2 separate regions of the Sus scrofa genome follow, and region 1 is linked to region 2. A link is a contact called in public Hi-C data. All regions are on one chromosome and are shown on one strand. Each heading gives the region's core, a stretch centred on a gene start, on an enhancer-like site or on the middle of the called end of the contact. The rest is flanking DNA. Distances are from core to core; before and after follow the strand shown.

Evidence for each region. Hi-C and Micro-C count contacts between places; a contact is called where the count stands out from the background.
Region 1: a Hi-C map of embryonic fibroblasts shows a contact between it and region 2, with 1.9 times the contacts expected there. The contact joins the promoter of TMEM251 here to the promoter of PPP4R3A in region 2. A contact is called at or near these places in 1 of 47 Hi-C or Micro-C datasets (embryonic fibroblasts) and 1 of 2 datasets of contacts at active chromatin or transcription factors (alveolar macrophages).

Annotation. Positions count from the first base shown.
Region 1 is chr7:114,573,073-114,575,923 of Sscrofa11.1, forward strand. TMEM251 (transmembrane protein 251) reads left to right here and starts at 1,321. Exons shown (of 2, transcript NM_001001629.1): 1 at 1,321-1,550; 2 at 1,986-2,815. The coding sequence starts at 1,471. The coding sequence ends at 2,397. It overlaps MOAP1 (modulator of apoptosis 1), which reads right to left and starts at 980. Exons shown (of 5, transcript XM_021099631.1): 1 at 528-980; 2 at 139-412; 3 at 11-137; 4 at 1-8. The coding sequence starts at 291.
Region 2 is chr7:113,147,689-113,150,388 of Sscrofa11.1, forward strand. PPP4R3A (serine/threonine-protein phosphatase 4 regulatory subunit 3A) reads right to left here and starts at 1,300. Exons shown (of 15, transcript XM_005666399.3): 1 at 265-1,300. The coding sequence starts at 406.

The sequences.
Region 1 (2,851 bases), core at 71-2,570, 1.4 Mb after region 2:
TGGGGGCTAAAGATCACTCTCCAGCCACGCCCCTTTCCGGGTATCTCCTTAGGGACTAGAGCATGACTTGTCTCCTCAGTAAGCCCTATTAAAGCTACGTGCCTATTCTCATCCCTCCGGAACAGCCTCCTGAGCAGTCAGTCGGTACTCGCCCAAAAGAACTAAACCAGCTTACAGAGCCTCCTGCATTTCTGCCACATTACAGGCCTGGGGGATGCCGGCAATCAACAGTGCTTTCCGAGGGTTCCCATCCATCCCCCTACACCAGTCTTCTAAGAGCCTCAGCGTCATGGTGCCCCTCAAACAACCGATTGAAATTCCAATTTGCCCTGGCCACGGATGCCACCACAGTTCACAGTGTTCCTCCGAGGAACCCCCGTCAAGTCTCTCCTACGTCCGGAGTTCCGACGGGCTGCAAGGACCAAGCAATCGGGTTAGTTGAAAGTGTCAAGGAATGACCCGAGCCCGGAGAAGCCCAGAGGACCCGCGCCAGCGGCCGGCCCTACTGCGGCAGCCAGCCACCTTACCCTCTCTCGGCCTCGGGCGCCCGGCAGCAGACCGCGGGGTCCCGCTTCCCCACTCCATTATCTAGTCGCCAGTGTCTGTGTCCACCGCCGGCGGCCGAGGCGCCAAGACCTGCTGCCGATGCTTCCCGGATGGCCTGGCCCGAGGAGCGGGAGAGTGGCCTCTCCTCCACTCGAAGGGACACCCGAGAGGGATAACCGGGGCTGCGCAGACGAGCGCCGGAGGATGGCTGACCGCTCGTCGCTGCGGCGCTCTCCGCAGCAAGGCACGACGCGGCGATCAGAGCCGCTAGCGAAGCACAGAGGTCGAGGAGCGCTGAAGGGACCAGGCCCAGATGGCAGCCCACCCGAAGGTCGCGTCACCACCGGTGCCTCGGCAACCTCCGCCTGCGTAGCGATCCGAGAGCTGTCAGGTGCGCTCGGGAGGAGGCTGCCCCGCGGCTGCCGAGGGGCCCTGACGTCACCAAGGGAGGCGGGCCTTTGGGGGCGGGGCAGGGCGCTTCCGGCCGGGGCCGGAAGCCCGGACTGTGGCAGCATCCGGGACGGCCGGCGGGCGGGCCAACCCGGACAGGAGGTGAGAGTCGGAATCTGCCCAGCTCCGCAGGCTCGGCCGGTGGCCGCTGCCCGGTCCTGGGCTCCCGGCGCTGCAAGGCGAAGAGGCCCGGGTCTGGCGCCGCCCGCGCAGCCCTGGTCGCGGCCGGCGGGCGCTGCAGCGCGACAGGGGGCGGGGCCGGCCGCAGGGAGGCCGGAGCGGCTGGGAGCCTCCGGGCTGGGCCGGGTGACATCTGCTGGGGCTCCGGCAGCCGCGACAGGGGCCGGACCGCCGCGTGACCGGCTACAGTCACGCTGTGCTTAATCACAATTAGCTTTTGCTCCAGACTGGCGGTGCTCACCATTCTCCCAGCCGGTAACCCCGGGGATTTCTTTTATGGTGGCTTCCTCTGAAATGCCAAAGCCACCCGATTATTCAGAGCTGAGTGACTCTTTAACGCTTCCCGTGGGAACAGGAAGATTTTCGGGACCACTGTAAGGGTTTAAGAGTTACTTTCTTAACTTGGGGGCTCCAACATTGGTTTGACTTGTAGAACCGAGTGACATGAAGCAATACTGGTGAATCAGAAAGTATTTGAACTGTACACGTGAAATGTTGCGTAGAAAACTAGTTTAATTACAGTTTAAGGGAAGGTGTGCTGGACCCATTTAAGCTAGATATGATTTGTTGATCTGTGGGATTCGCATAAAAACACACTCAATATATACTGAAGCTTTACTTCCTCATAACTCACAGAAAACCTGTAAGTTGTTTACATTTCTTTAATAAATGGAAATTTAGTTATTTTAAACCTCACATGTGTTTGGGGGGGTATTTTAGAGCTTATTGGAAATAAAGTACATTTGGAATAGTTGACAAATACCAGCTTTATTAGACCCTAACTATTTTTTTTTTTTTTAAACCGGAAGGCACAGAGCATGGAGAATGATGAACTTCCGTCAGCGGATGGGATGGATTGGAGTGGGATTGTATCTGTTAGCAAGTGCAGCAGCATTTTACTACGTTTTTGAAATCAATGAGACTTACAACAGGCTGGCCTTGGAACACATTCAGCAGCACCCAGAGGAGCCCCTTGAGGGAACCACATGGACACACTCCTTGAAATCTCGGTTACTTTCCCTACCTTTTTGGTTTTGGACAATTATTTTTCTGATACCGTACTTACAGATGTTTTTGTTCCTTTACTCTTGTACAAGAGCTGACCCCAAGACGGTGGGTTACTGTATTATTCCCATATGCTTGGCCGTTATATGCAATCGCCACCAGGCATTTGTCAAGGCGTCTAATCAGATCAGCAGACTACAACTGATTGACACATAAAATCAGTCGCCATTTTTTCCTTACAAGTACAAAACTGCCGGTATTGTATGGAGCCTGATCACAAGACTGCAGTTCCTTCACAGATCTCAGGAAGTTGTGGTGGGGCAGAGGCTTTTTAAAAAAAATGTGACTAGGGGACTATCTTTATCTGAATAATAATGAGTTTTTAGGTAAAGCCTGAGATACAGTACTACAAAATCATGTTAATGACTTCAGATTTTGGAAGTAAAATTTTACCTGTTATTTGCATTCTTTAGAAACTTGAATAAGTTTACCTGGACTCATATTTTTATTCTACTGTGCAACATAGTGATGATTCAGAAAATTTTCCTTTGGGGAAAAAAATGAATATGAACATTTCCATTGTGTTTAATGTTAAACGGTCCAAACATGGTCATAAAATTTAAATTTTATACAATTACTTGGCTTGCTTTAAAATTCTTCAAACTAAAAT
Region 2 (2,700 bases), core at 50-2,549:
CCCCAGGTCCCCGACCTCTCCACACTCCCAGGCGGCAGAGCTCAAGGGTGCCTGGCTCTGCTCACGACCCGGCGCCCAGAGAAAGAAAACACTTCGAGGGCTCTCGGAGCAGTTCCGGGGGGACAGGGGTGCCGGGGGCCCTCCCCCGAGGCGGCGGCCGCCCCAGCCACCCCCTCGGAGAGAGGGCCACGGGCCCCGTGGAAGCCGGGAGGTGGCCCAGGGCCGCGACGAGGGGAGGGTCCCGCCGCCGAGGGGTTCACTCACCGTCGCTCTCGGCCCTGACAAGCAGGGACATGCCTTTCAGCCGCTCCACGTAGCCCGACGACACATGCCCGGTGCCCCGGTCGTCCCACTGCCGGTCCTCGTTGAGCGTGTAAACCTTCACCCGCCGCCGAGTGTCGGTCATCGTGCCGCGCGGGGGCCGGAGCAAAGGCCCCGCCGGAGTCGCCCGGAAAGGGGGTCCGGGGAGGCGGGAGCCGAGTGAGGAGGACGCCCGCAAGCCGAGGGCTCCTCGGCCTCACTGCCGCCTCTGGCCGCCCCGGGGCCGCGCTGCCGCCCGCATGGCCCGCCGCGGGGCCCGAGCTCTGGGCCCCCGCCTTGCCTCGCCTCCCGCTCCTCGGCGCTATTGTCCGGGCCCGGCGAGCCCAGCCACCCCGAGGGGGGCGCGCAGCGCTTCGCAGCCTCCTGTGCCGCCGCGGTAGGAACTCGGGGCGCCGGTCACTGCCCTGCTCCCGCCTCCGCCATGATCTCCGCGAAGCCGCTTCCCGCGCCGCCGCCGCCTCCTCAGGCCGCCGCCGCCATGTTTTCCTTCCTGATACCTGGTCCTGCCACCGCAGCTGGGGCTGCGCTCCGCTCCAGTTTCAAATGTCCGAAGCCGACGAGCGCCTGCTCCTGCTGCAACTGCTACCAGTGCGCGGAAGACTCCGAGAGCGCCCAGGAGCAGGAGCGCTCCTGGCTCCTGGGGGTCCCTGTCCCTCCGCCGCTGCCGCCGCCTCTTCCGTCTTCCTCACAGAGCCAAAGCCGCCGCCATCTTGGTTCGTTCCTCAATAGCGGCGCGCGGGGCCACCCAGGCAGCAGCTGCAGGGGCGGCCCGTTGGCCCCACCATTTAAAGAGACAGGAGCGAAGCCGGGAGCCTCGCAGCAGCGGAGGCCTCGGACGGAGGCGGGAGGCTGGCGCCGAGCTGCCGAGGTGGCGAGAGCGCAGGGAGCGGAGGAGGCGGAACGCTGGTCGCGCCGGTGACGGCCCGGGACTTCCTCGCGCTCCCTGCACGCACCGTCGTGCGAGCGCGGGGCGGTGTGTGCGTCCGTCGCGCCCTGTGTTCGTCATCAGCCCGGCTCCGGATTCGAAAGGGGCGTGGAGCCCGCCTCCGGCTGTGGAGCGTAGGGCGGCTCCCTACCCGACCGGAGCTTGGCGTCTCGGGGGCTGGGTCCGCCCGCAGCTTCCCGGCTGGCTCGCCGTCCAGCCGCGTCTACCCCTGCGCTGCAGTCGCCGGGCGGCTTCGTCCTGGGGCTCTGCCACGGCGCGCCGGCCTCCGCAAGTGTTCTGAACCAGCCGCCGTTAGAGCTGGACTGGGCATCCGGAGCGCGGAGATCGGTGGCGCAGGAGCCCCGCCGGACTCAGGCCATTCTTCTTTGGGAAGAGGTTGACAAGCTTCCGGGAAAGGCCACAAGTTCGGGCAGCAAGGTCGGCGGCAGGCCTTGGGAGCTGTCATGGGGCACGCATTGGGGTGCGAGTGTAGAAACTTCGGACAGTTTTCATTTTCTGGGCGTGGGACCAACCCGAAGTGACAAATCTAAAACCTCTCCTTACAATCCAGCTTGCTACGTCCGTTCTTTTATCCTTTATCAGAATTGTTATTTTCTAGCTTTCCATGTTGCAGTAAGAACTTGCGGGGGCGAGGGGCGGTGTACGAAAACAAATGTAGTACTGTACACTCAGGGTGAATGTTTCTCAACGTTCAGTGTTAAGCACTGTTAGTCTTCACAAAGAAATGACATTCTCATTCCTATCATGCAACAGTAGCCACCATTTGGGGGGCTTTTACTATTTGCCCGACGGGTTAGGTCATTGCTGGCCATTGGAAATATGAGCCGCCTGTGTAATTTTGCATTTCATAGTAGCACTTCTTTTTAAAAGTAAGAAGAAACTGCTGAAATTTATTTTAATAACATATTTGATTGTCTTTGGAAAAAAAAAATGTTGTCTGCCATTCTGGTTCTATAAGAATCCAGCCATTAGCCACTGCAGTCCTCACAGGCAATGCACCCTGCAGGCAATTCAGGATGGAGAAAAACAGGAAGCATTCTGTACTTTGGATTCACTGGCCCCAAGGTAATGAAGCTACATACCGAAGGAAAATTTTCAATGACTCCCCGACACTCTAACATCTCCCCATACACAGAAAAAACACTAAAATCGTTAACTTGAGATGTAACTCTTTTTAGGCTTGACTACAAATATTTTCCCTAGCAAAGTTGATATCTATTCCTGGCTCCTCCCTTACTTCTTAGGAGCAGGTCCTCAGAGCTGAGAGGCTGTCTCCTGGGCTATAGCCCTCAGTAAGTTCCCAGAATAGAACTTAACTCACAACTTTCACCTTGTGCAAAGTTGACAATTTTGTTGTTGTTTTGACACGCCCAAAGTTTCTGGGCCAGGGATCAAACCCACACCACAGCCTTGACAACTCAGGATCCTTAACC